2 separate regions of the Mus musculus genome follow, and region 1 is linked to region 2. Evidence: chromatin contacts called from public HiChIP or PLAC-seq data. All regions are on one chromosome and are shown on one strand. The core of a region is the stretch at or near the end of the contact, and the rest is flanking DNA. Distances in the headings are between cores, read along the strand shown. Region 1 overlaps Arntl (aryl hydrocarbon receptor nuclear translocator-like). Region 2 has its middle 37 kb from the start of Rassf10.

Evidence for each region. HiChIP or PLAC-seq counts read pairs in DNA pulled down with a chosen protein or histone mark.
Region 1: an H3K27ac HiChIP or PLAC-seq map of acute myeloid leukemia shows a contact between it and region 2, with 7 times the contacts expected there. The contact joins two enhancer-like sites. A contact is called at or near these places in 14 of 484 Hi-C or Micro-C datasets (the Ba/F3 cell line, the G1E-ER4 cell line, Sertoli cells and 6 more), 1 of 115 datasets of contacts at active chromatin or transcription factors (acute myeloid leukemia) and 1 of 9 other capture datasets (embryonic stem cells).

The regions. Positions count from the first base shown.
Region 1 is chr7:113,293,676-113,299,831 of GRCm38.p6, reverse strand. It overlaps Arntl (aryl hydrocarbon receptor nuclear translocator-like), which reads right to left. Exons shown (of 20, transcript NM_007489.4): 12 at 4,239-4,388; 13 at 399-645. Among named protein-coding and RNA genes, the nearest start is that of Gm33721, 35 kb to the right of the region's middle. Within about 2 kb of position 4,106, at least 146 of the 459 cell types and tissues checked have an H3K27ac peak or open chromatin away from gene starts, as enhancers often do. A contact at or near this core is called in the G1E-ER4 cell line, acute myeloid leukemia and stem cell-derived motor neurons, where this site is marked.
Region 2 is chr7:112,913,560-112,920,064 of GRCm38.p6, reverse strand. No RefSeq gene overlaps it. Among named protein-coding and RNA genes, the nearest start is that of Rassf10, 37 kb to the left of the region's middle. Within about 2 kb of position 1,369, at least 51 of the 459 cell types and tissues checked have an H3K27ac peak or open chromatin away from gene starts, as enhancers often do. A contact at or near this core is called in the G1E-ER4 cell line, acute myeloid leukemia and stem cell-derived motor neurons, where this site is marked.

The DNA of each region.
Region 1 (6,156 bases), core at 2,857-5,356, 380 kb before region 2:
ATTCTTTCAACCGAGGTACATGCTCAGCAAGAATAATATTCTCTTAGAAAAGCCAGCTGACCACCCAGTCTTCTCGGCTTCTCAACTTAAATCCTCTGCCACAGTGGTTTTCAACCTTCCTCATGCTGAGACCCTTTAACACAGCTCCTCACATTGTGGTGACCCCCCAACCATAAAATTATTTTCTTGCTACTTCATAACTGTAATCTTGCTACTGTTATGAATTGTAATATAAATATCTGATATTCAGATATCTGGTATGCAACCCCTGTGTAAGGGTAGTTTGGTCTTACCACCCCACCACTCCACCACCACCACCACCACCACCCCTGCCAAGGGGTCAAACCCCACAGGTTGAGAATCGCTACATTGCTGAAAGGTGAGATGTAGGGTCTTACCTCTGATCTACAAAAACAAATTTCCCATCTATTGCGTGTCGAGAAACGTACTCCATAGATTTCACCCGTATTTCCCCGTTCGCTGGTTGTGGAACCATGTGCGAGTGCAGGCGCCCGATTGCAACGAGGCAGCTGAGGTTGCAGCCCTCGTTGTCTGGCTCATTGTCTTCGTCCAGCCCCATCTTCGTGGGTGGCCAGCTTTTCAAATAGCCTGTGCTGTGGATTGTGCAGAAGCTTTTTCGATCTGCTGGAAAGCAAAAGCCCATGGTGAGTGTTAGTGCTGGGCTGGCAGTGGGATTCGGTCTCACCTCCAGAAGGAGTCACCTGGAGAAGGGGGCAGGCAGAAGTGGTCCAGTGTCACGTATGCTTAGCCACTTAGAACCATATACCAGGGTATCACATGAAGCACAGCAAGGAGGACCGGACCACACAGGGAAGAGACTCCCCAGAGCCAACTGGAGGTTAGGTGAGAGCATGAGCTGGCCGGAGGAAGAGGAGGGCTGGAGTGTGTGATGGAGAGCAAAGGCGCAGGCGCAGATGGCTCACTGGATAAAAACACTTGCCTTGTGTGGGGCAGCCTCCCCTGGCATCCAGCATCTCCTACATCAAGGTGGGAGGCAGAAGCTCATGCTGTGGCCAGAAACAAGAGATCAAGAGAAGCCGGGCGTGGTGGCGCACGCCTTTAATCCCAGCACTCGGGAGGCAGAGGCAGGCGGATTTCTGAGTTCGAGGCCAGCCTGGTCTACAAAGTGAGTTCCAGGACAGCCAGGGCTGCACAGAGAAACCCTGTCTCGAAAAACCAAAAAAACAAAAAGAGAGAACAAGAGAGACCCTGCTTCAAAATAAGGTGGGAGGAGAGAACCAACTCCTGAAAACAGTCCTCTGACCTACACACACACACACACACACACACACACTCAGACACTCACATACACACCATGAGTTTTCTATCTCTCTCTCACACACACACACACACTCACACACACACACATACACATATACACATACACCATATGTCCTGTGTGTGTGTGTCTCTCACACACACACATATATACATACACACACACCATGCATTCTCTGTCTCTGTTTCTGTCTATCTCTCATACACACACACACATACACAAATACACCATGCGTCCTATGTGTGTGTGTGTGTCTCTCTGTCTCTCTCTCTGTCTCTCTCTTTCACACACACACACATATACACACACATATGCACACACCATGCATTCTCTGTCTCTCTCTCTCTCTGTCTGTCTGTCTGTCTGTCTCTCTCTCTCTCTCTCTCTCACACACACACACACACACACACACACACACACACACACACACATAATAACTAAAAGAGAAAGAAGCCGTAAAATGAGGAAGGCAGGAGAGACAGATTATAAGGGCCTTGAGTTATTTGCTAACAGATGTGTTTAGCAGATAGGAAATGGAGAGTCTCCAATAGGATTTAAATGCAGAGACAGCAAAATCAAGTGCTTTGGGTAGTCTAGCAACAGTTCTGGGGATGAAAGACAGAAGAGCGCTCAGAGGTACGAGGGCCAGACTCGGAAAATGGCAAGGGATGGTGAGAACTGAACAATGGCAGGCAGGTAGGGAAGCAGAAAACACCTCTAGAACAGCTGGGCTTGGGATGAGCGCCCAACAGGAAGATATCGATGGCTCCCCTAGCTCAGGGTGGCGTGGCTGCTGCTGCTACTCACTGATTGGGGAAGAGGACAAGGATCAAAAAGGAGAGCAACTTTTTTTTTTTTAAAAAACTTGAGACACACTCACACTGAGCATCATGCCCATCACAGAGCATTTTTACCAGCAGAAAACCAAATCCGAGCTTCCTGGTAGCCAGGGAGGCTGACTTTATACAACTGTGCCAAACCATAGAAAAGCACTTGAAAAGAGGGCCATGGGTGCTAAAGAAGGCACCAACAGTCTGTCTCCAGACAGCCCAGCAAAAGGAAAGAAATCCCAATCAGGTGGAGAGGGGTGTGGAAGACCTTGAAAGGGGCTGGCAGCATTAGGGGAAAGGCAGTGTGGCTCAGATGTACTGAAGAGCGGCATCATATGTTTGCATCATATGCTAATTATTATGATTCTTCAAGAGCGGCAGGGAACAATGGAGGGTTTTAACTGGGGAGGGTGAGGTAAGGGATAAAAAGATTCTTTGTTAAAAGGCCTCATCACAGCTGTGTGGCAAAGCAGAAAGTGCAGTGTTGACCTCCTCAGACCTGGAGAGAGTTGAGGGTAGCTGGCTCCAAGAGGTGAGACAGGCTCTTGGAAGCTGCTCTGGCTGAGAGACATGGGCCTTTCACTGGGCACACCAGGAGCAAGGCAGGATGATAGCCTGGCATCTCTGCCTTCATTTTGTGTTGTCTCCTTTACTTTGGCCAAAGGCACAGAGGTAAATGGTTGCCTTGAACCTGCCATCACCCTGGACTTCAGAAGAACAAACCCCGGGAGGAACAGTCCATCCCAAACAAGGGTGGTTACCCATGTGGGCAAGGCTTCACCCCGGAAGCGATTGTGTCCCAAGCCTTCCTTGTATCTTCACATCCCAGTAATTACGGATTTGGCCCAGTGTTTAGGAACTGAGCTAAGCCAGTGTTCAGCCAGTGCACACTCAGACTACAGCTGTAATGAGGCTTGTTGCCCCTTGCTCCAGTTACTCCTCTATTTCATCCTAAAGCATGGGTCAGTTCTCCAACAGACAGACTTGGGGCTTTTATCTGTTTCTCTTCTCTTTATGGGCCACACAGAAGACATCTCTCCCTGTCACCTTCACCTGTTTCTCTAATGGGACAAGTGGCCTAGCTCGTTGCGGCTGCTAGAGCCTAGGTGTCGGTCCTAAAATGTCCGGTTCCACAGCTGGAGAAACCACTCAGTGCTTAAGAACGCTTGCTGCGCTTGCAGGAGAGGAGAGCCCATATGGTGCTCATGTCTGTACCCATATCTGTAATGACAGTTTTAGGGGATCTAAGGCCCTCTTCTGGCCTCTCTGGGTACCAGGCAGCACATTATAAACACACAAAGCACCTGAATGCCTAAAATGAAAATAATTTTTTTTTTAAATCTCTGGCTATGGGCTGGAGAGATGGCTCAGTGGCTAAGAGCACTGCCTGCTCTTCCAGAGGTCCTGAGTTCAACTCCCAGCATTCACATGGTAGCTCACAACCATCTGTAATGAGATCTGATACCCTCTTCTGATGTGTCTGAAGACATCCACAGTGTAGTTATAAAATAAATAAATCTTTTTTTAAGAACTTTGTATTTTTTTTTTTAAAAATCTCTTGTTATACCTGGACATAAATAAATACCCTTCAGTGATATTAGCAGGTGGTACAAGTTGAGGTCCAATTGGCCATTCTAGATCGCCCCTAAAGCTTATAAAGAAGATACCTGGAGTTCAAAAGAAAAGCTGCGGTAGAAATGTAAACTTAGAGGTTTTTGATCTGTGGGTGACATTACCTATATACACATCAATATGGACAGAGGAGAGTGGCCCCAGGGCAGAGAGGAGAAGACAGAACCATGAACAGTTCAACACATGAGGTCACTAGGGAAATTGGCCAGAAGGATTCTAGAAAGGTGGGAACTCAAGAGACAGAACTGTTTTTTTTTTTTCCCCAAGCCACATCAGAAGTTACACACAGAAAGCCTATTCACAAGCCTATGTCCCCATGGCAACACATCAGGGCTCTAGGGCTCCCCATCCCCCACTCCAGTTGCCCAAGGCTGTAAGGTGAGAGGTGGCCCAGGCTGCAGGCTACGGAGTGGCTGCTCTGCAGAGCCGAAAAGCCCTGACTCCAGATAAGCCTCCCTCACGGCTGTTAACTGTACCTTTTTTCTTTGAACAGGTAGAGGCGAAGTCCTTATCTTCCACCTTTACTGAAGGCCTGTTGCACTTCATTCTACAGAAGAAAGAGCGGCGGGCTCCAGAGCATAGCCGGGAGGGCCCAGGGGTTATATCCGTTTTAACCGGAAGTCCAGCTGCAAATCAACACAAAATGTGGTGAAATGAGGGCAGAACTGTCTGTCAGGAGGGGCAGTGTGACCTCCACACAACCCTTACTGCCACACTGTTCTCTCCGGGGGCCCGTGCTCATGTGGGAACGGTTACAGAGGGTAAGAAGTGCGGGAGCACAGGTGGCGTGGGTCCTCTGGGGGAGGAAATGGAGGCATACCACTAGGGGCTGATAACAGGGAACCGTAGCGGTTGGGAGGGGCACAGGACTGATTTGAAATTTCAGCTTAACAGAGTCCCTTGGGGGCTCTGATCAGTCAGCCCCATTCTGGATGTGTGCTCCCTGCGACAGCCACTAGGTTCATGCTGCTACTGAGCATGGAATATGGCCTTTCTGAACTAAAAAGGGCTGAGTGAAGTATATGCAGGATTTCAGAGGCAGCACCAAAGAAATGTTAAAGAACTTTAAATCTTTAGTAATAATTACATCAACATAGTACTTTAGATTGATTGTGTTAGGTGTGATGTTATAATTAGCTTTGCATTTATTCTTGCTTTTGAATCATGGGGCTACCCAAAACCCCAAACTAGACGAGCTTGTGTTCAGACTTGTGGTTTTAACCACGGCACTATGGATGGAGCCCTGAGCTTTTAACCACAGCACTGTGGACGGAGCCCTGAGCCTTTGGCACACTTGATAAGCACGATATCAAGCTGCCAGTTTGTTCTGCTGGGCTAGACTGAATTGCAGGTAGAGCAAGGCTACTGAAAGCTCCTGGCTGACATTGACACGCTTGCCTCTTACCTTCCTCATGGCTGTGAAGTTGGGACTACAGACACCACTGGGGTAGCACCGCACCCATGCCAAGCAGTGGCCGCTGCTCAGGGAGCCTCTCCCCACTGCCTTTCCCAAACTGGCTCTGTTAACTTCTCTAGAATGCCAGCCCAAGCCTGCCATATTGGTTCAGTGCCCTTCTCTGTATCTCTCTGCCTGCACATTTTGATGGAGGCAGCAAACAGGCTCTGGGACTCCACACAGGTTTTTCTCTGCTGGCCGCTTCCCCTGTTCATCCCCTCCCCTTGCTGGCACACATTAGCTCATCTTTACAAGCACACCTCAGCTGACGCAGGCTCATGGCCCATGCCGGGCACTACTACTGCAGCTGCAACTATCCTGCAGAGTGCTGCCCATGTCACTGACTCCTGACCATGCGGGAAGAGCCTCAAGGACAAAATTCACTGGAAGGTGCCGAAGCCAGCCTACAGTGGGCAACAGGCATCAGGGCCTGCTTTCATGGAGAAGCACAACTTCCTGAAAGGTGCCTGGGAGAAGTTCTCTGACACCATCTCTATCACCAATCAACATGGAGAACTGAGCCACAAGGAAGCCATTATGTCAACTGCACTGAGCTCAAGCAGACCCAACACCAGTCAGTGCCACACTTGCCCCATGCTAGAAACCGTCTACATTCTCCTTCTAGCAAGTCAGCACCAACATTGTGAAACTTTTCAACAACCCAATGACATACTACATTTTATAGGCGAGGAAACTGAGGCACAGAGAGGTGACCTTCCTCACAGCCACACATCCAGTGAATGGCAGAGGCAGGATGTGCACCTAACCAACCACAGGGCCAGCTCCTGAGTCTTGGCCTGGGAACGGCTGTCGGGGGCAAGGGCTGGGGCCGGAGAAATGCTGATCCTAGGCTGCAGGAAGTAAAGAGCCTTGTACGGATCTAAGAAACACTGGCATCAGTGCAGCTCAGAGGGGTGGGGGTGGGCGGAGAGAGAAAG
Region 2 (6,505 bases), core at 120-2,619:
TCTCTTCTATCCAAGCCGCCGGCTTCCAGGAGTGTTGACATGGCAGTTTGCTGCCCTCTGCTGTCCACAAGAGGAACGTACTAAAGTGGGTTTTTGTTGTTTTTTTTTTTTTTTTGGTTGGTTGGTTTGATTTGGTTTGGTTTTATTTTTTTAATTTCCAAGAACCCTGTGGCCCCAGGTGGCCCAGCCATACAAAACTTGCTCTACTTCTCTGAAAATAGCCCCAGAAATGGTAGTGCCAGGCCTGACTGTATAGTCTGAGGGGCCCAAAGACCTTGGTAAAATGTGTGACCTTGCAAGTTGTCCCCTGATTTCCATGAGTGTTACCCCTCCTTCTGCCTCCCTCTCCCCTCTTCTCTCTGTCTCCATCTACCCCTTCTGTCTTTCTGTATCTGTGTCTCTTTATGTCTCTGTCTGTCTCTGTGTTTCTCTGTGTCTCTGTCCCTGTATCTCTGTCTCTGTCTCTCTTACATGCACACACACACACACACACACACACACACACACACACACACACACACACACACACCAAAGACAAAACCTTTAAAAAGAAACACAGGAGGTTTTCTTTTTAAAACATGGTATTAAGCTAAGCTTTGGGCACTTATAAAGGTGACATCTTTATGTCCACCTGTGCCTTATGCCCTGAAACTAGGATGTCCTCATTTCTACCTGCTCCTGACATTAAACTCCTGGGCCACTAATCCCCTGAAGGATTTCCAGACGTTGCAAGATAGTAGATGGAGGTAAGTCTCTCCCTAACAGGATGGTCTTGTAAACAGAATTCTCTCGAGCAGACTCTATCACAAATCCAGCCTCTTTCCAACTCACTATTAAGGCCGGGGAGGGGGGGGGTAGGCAAAATCTCAGTACCCCCGTCCAGGCCCTGGGAGTCAATTCAGTCTTAGGCGCTGGTCCAGCAGAGATTCAGATGTCAATTCTGAACAGAGAAAGCTACATTGAGGACAGAGGAGACTTAAGACTATAGGGTGAGAAAATTCACTTAACAAAATTCTCCGAGAGATTATTCCAAAAGAGACCATGGGCCCACTGCTGTCACCTGCTACAAGGTAACTCGGTGTACATCTGGGGAAGAAGGAAAAAGGACGACGCAGAAAGACGCCAGGAGGGTTGGTGGGGGCGGGGCATGGCGCGGGCATCTCTGTGAGGGAATCTTGGCAGTGAGGTGGGGCAGCCTGGAGTGGATTCGGGGAACTGGTGATGTGTAAGGGGAGTGAAGCTCAAGATTAGCAGCAGTGGGAAATCACGCAGGCTCCAGACGGAGGCATAAGCACCCAGGGACCGCGCACACCGAGCCTCCCTCAGACTGGACCTGAGGGCATCACAAAATCAACTGTGCTGGTTCAGAGAATCCCTGGCTTCTGCACAGCTTCTATTCTTAACGTCTCCTGGCCACACAGACTGACAGGCAGCTGTCACAGGAGCGGGAGGGAGGAAAGCTCACAAGGTCAGAGCTCCTGAGTGACAGGACAGGCAAGGGTTGGGCATGCGCACACTCCACCTAGCGCCAGGGCTCATCTTCCGTGTCTATCTCTGTGGCCATGTGAAAAAGCCCTTAGCCTTGTTTCTTTGTCCTAGGGCTCTCTGTGGTCACCGTTCTCACTCTCCCTCCTCTGCCTCCTCCCTCCCTTCCCTCCGCCCCCACCTCTCCGTCTGTTTGTTTCCATCTTTGCTTTTTTCTGTCTAACTTTCCATTCTCCATTCTCTCTGCCTCTTTGTTTCCCATTAATGTGCTCACTGACGTCAAGGCCATTATGTGCATTACGTATTATTTTCCAATAAATATTTCCGTACAGCCGACGACAGTCGTCCATTTCTGTTGGTGGTTTTGCCCCCCCCCCCCCACCCTGTGGTTTTTAATCACTGAGTCTGTTGCCTGCCATCAGCTGCAGTCAGAGAAGAGCAAACGGACAATTTCACAAATAATCGACTCATGAGGTTTTAAGTTACATCCCAGTTTGAACACTGTGATGCAATCTCCAGCTGCTCCATCCTCCCTGGGGCATGACTGTTCCCTCTGTCCAGGGCATCCACAGTGTATATACTACCTAACCGTTTGTTACTTAGTAAGCCATCACCCTAACTCTGCTATATCTCCATGCTTGTGCTCAAGTCACCTTAACTCTACTTAACAGCATCCTGGAGCACCAGAGAGAGCATCAAGTGTGGGAGGATCCATCAACTCTGGGACTCTGTGGTCATGCTATAATTAGGACATCTTTGAAACTGCGGTTTCACACAGTCAATGAGAATCTTGGACTATGGCCCTCCTGAATAGAAAGAGAGAAGGGTATGCAAGCACAGCGTGACCTCTAACCTCATTCCCACCTCTGTGCCCAAATGTCCAGATGTGCTGACAAAAATTAATCCAAACTCCCTTTACTTTGTGACTAGATTCGAGACTGACCTCATGAGAAGACTCAGCAACTATAAAAAGGAAAAGACAATGTAACTCCCACATCAAGGGAACTGATACAATGTTCACTCAGTAAGACTTCTGTTCACAGAAATGATTACAGACACATCTGCTGGGTGGACGCCACTTGAAATGCAGCTATCCGACAGCACTGAAGAGTGAAGCCAGTAGGCAGGCTCTGGGAAAAGCCAGGCATGAAGCAGAGATGTTACTGAAGTGTGATCCCTCCCTGCTTCTGCTCTTTGAGCCTGGGGGTACCCAGTGGTGTATGAGCTACTGCTGGGACTGGTGAAAAGCAGCCATCATTTTGGTCCCTGAAACAGAAGGTTGCATTCAGAACGATGACAGCTGACAGACCAGGAAGGTTGGGAGCCTGAGACACCCTGTCCCCAGCCCTCTCTAAATGCTACCCAATCCTGCCGCTGGCTGACCCCTGAACCGAGCATGCTCAGGAAGAGAGGAAGCGTCTCAGCTAAGGACAAAAACACCTTAGAAAGAAGCCACTGCTACAAAATAAGGCTAGTTGGAATTCAGTGGAGAAAGCCCCAGTGAAGGTGGGCATGAAGGTGCAGCATCCCAGGAGCAGAGGGGAATTGCAACAAGTGAGCTGGGCTGCACAGGAGTTCCAGGTCAGCAGGGTCAGATCCTGTGTTAAAAGTAAGGGGTGCAGACAGACACTTTTATTGTGAAGGGAGAGGCAAACTGTCTAAATTTGCAGATGACAAGGTCCTATAATTCTTTACAAAAAGCTATTCAACTTAATAAACAATTTTACAAATGGTGGATACAGAGTCAGGCCACAAGTCGAATGAATTCCCATGTATTCACATGGGTAGATTAAAATGAGGTTTCAAGAAGAAAAAGGAAGAGGAGGAGGAAGGAGGAGGAGGGGGGAGTGGAAGAGGAGGAGGAAAGTGGAGAAGAAGGAGGTGGAGGGAGGTGGAAGAGGGGAGAGGAGGAGGAGGAGGGAGGAGGAGGAGGAGGGGGAGGAGGAGGGGGGAGGAGGAGGAGGAGGGGGAGGAGGAGAGGAATCACATCTTTTAAAAAGATAAAACAGGCTTTATTGTGATTTAAGGCTTTTGCTCCTCAAATGGTCAAGCTAAGAAACTGCAAGGCAAGCCAGAGAAGGAGAAAAGATTGGCAAGGCATCTATGCAAAAACAGGCTTGTATCCAGACTATATCAAACCCTCCCAAGACTCAATGACTAAAAGAAATAAATATGAGGAAAAGATTCGAGGGGGTCACTTCCTAAGATAAACGAGTAGCTAAGGGGCACATGGAGAGCACTGGGTCTCACTAGGTCATCCAGGAAGTTCAAGTTAAAACCACAAAGAGATGCTATTATGTACCTATCAGAAGGCTAAATGGTGAAGAATGACAACTACCAATTCCAAAGGCGGCATCCATGGCTGGAGGCCATGGGGAATGGCACAGTTGTGTGGAGAAATAAAGGGACAAGCTCTTACAAAGACACAATTGCCAATGACTCAATGACATGTCCACAAAAAGGCTCAGCACAGACACTTCTCACAGCAGCAGGATACACTAAAGCCCAAAAGTTGGGAACAACTCAAATGCCTGTCAGCTGGGATTCAACAGTGGTGCATGTGCGCTTTGGGACACTACTGTTGGCAATGAAAAGGCAATGAACTACTTACTGCTTTTAGAAATATCATTGATGACACTGAAACACATTATTGGGAGTGAAAGGAAGCGAACAGAAAGGACTGCATGCCGCATGCCACCGATTACGTGAACTCCCAGAAAAGCCAAAAGTAGAAGAACAGAGCACAAACTAGTGCTTGCCTGCCTGAGCCTGGCTGTCATGGGGAGGGGATGGCTTGAAGAGAAGTGGGAAGCTCTAGGTGTAGGTGGTGCATATGTGCTGTACTTTATGTGGTGACAGTTATGCAACTGAGTGCAATTTTCCAAACTCATTGTTTACTTCTAATGAGAGCAAATTACACTTTTAAAAGGCTGGATTTAAAGACAGACAGCATGAGCTGGGTGGTGGCTCAGTGGGTAAAGGCATCTTTGTAAAAGCCAGGATTGGTGGCACCATCTTTAACCCCCGCGCTTTGTGGGGTGGAGGTGGAAAGAGGAGGCTCCCCAGAGCTGGCTGGCCAGGGAGCTCCTGGGTCAGTGAAAGACCCTGACTCAAAAAATAAGGTGGAAAACAACAAAGGAAGACACCCAGTGTCAACTTCTGGCCACTGTGTGCATGTATGGATATGTGTGCTCATATACATTAGTGCATGAATGCACACATTAATTGATTAGTAAACAAGATCACAGCAAGGAGTTCTTCCTCATAGTTACAATATATGGGGTTCAAATATGCATGTCCTTTATACTTGCATAATGGTCCATTGTGCCAATAAATAGTTAATGAGGATGGAGAAATGACTCAGAGGTTGGGAGTAGATTGCAAAGAACCCTAGTTTGGTCCTAGTACTCCTGTTGGCTCAAGAACTCCCTGTAACTCCAGACCCAGGAGATCTGATGTCCTCTTCTGTCTTTCATAGGCACTGCCTTCTCATGGTGAAAGAGGCATCTCCTTTCTCTAGACTGAAGAGAACAGAGAAGAACAGAGCAATGAAGGAGCTAAAGATGGGGGGAATCCTATGCCTTCCCCATCAGAGGCTGGGACTTGTGCTGTATAAGGGAGGGAGTGCCTGCATCTTGCCATTAGAGCATGCACTCTCCACTCACAAAGCCCAAGTGTGCACTTGCCCATTTTTCAGGGCATTGTTAAAAAATGGCAAAGCAGGGAGAAAAGATGGATTGAAATGGCAAGAACATCAACTAATAATTGATACATTCTCCTAACTTGTTCTTCCTCTCCAAGAGTTCATGAGTCATTTTTTTATTCTGATTTGGTTTTTTTGGTTTTTGTCTGTTTGGTTTTCCGAGACAGGGTTTCTCTGTGTAGCCCTGGCTGTCCTGGAACTGTCCAGACCAGGGTGGCCTCAAACTCAGAGATCCTCCTGTCTTTGTCTCCCAAGTGCTGGGATTAAAGATGTACCAACACTGCCCGGCCGATTCTCTGATTTCTATGCTACACACGTGAGGAGCAGATAGGGAACTCCTGAATTTTTATTTTCCAGGGATTTAATCCACAGGCTTATTGGGTGGAATTGATGATTTCAGCTCAAGAGTATCTTCAGCTTTTTATTGATTTATGTTATTAAAACTTTTGTTGTTGTTTTTCAAGACAGGGTTTCTCTATGTAGCCCTAGTTATCCTGTAACTAGCTTTGTAGACCAGGCTAGCTTCAATCTCACTGACTGAGATCTACATGCCTCTACACCGCCCCCCCCCCAAACACTGGGATGAGAGATATGCCTTCATAATTTAAAAGAAATGGTTCTTAGATTTATTTTTCTTGTATAAAAAGCAAATGTGGTTTGGTTTTTGTGTTTTGTTTTGTTTTCTGAGACAGGGTCTTAAGCCCAGTCTGGTCTCAAACTGGCTATGTAGCTGAGGCTGCCCTTGAACTTCTGACCCTCTTGTTTCTACTGCCCTAGTCAAGGATTACATCATACTATCACCAAACTGTTTATATGATGGTAGAAATCAAACCTACTAGTCAAGATCTCTACTATCTGAACCACATCCCCCCAGGTACCTCTAATGCAATTCTAGGCACCCATTCATTGCTTTGTATGTACAGTATGCAAATTTACTGTTGGTTTCTAGCTATACAACTATAAATTCTTTTGGATCTTCTATATATTTGACCTTATTTTGTAAGAATGCTAGCAGATTGGTTTCCCAGGTAGTTTTGTTTCTTTTTCTGACCTTGAGTCACTGTTTGGAAGCACACTGTGTTGAGCTGAGACGATCCCTGTAGGTATCCATGCTTCATTTCCCAAATCGGATCTCACTCACAGCTTATCTGATAGTCTTTGATTGGTTCAGAAAGGGTCTGTCTAGTCTTAACTCAGTAAGTAATAATAATAATAATGATAATAATAATAATAACATCCATGAGTGTTTCAGGTTAAACAAAACCCATTTAATTCTCACATTCCCAGGTCTAGACCATGGTGTCAAGGGATTCTAAG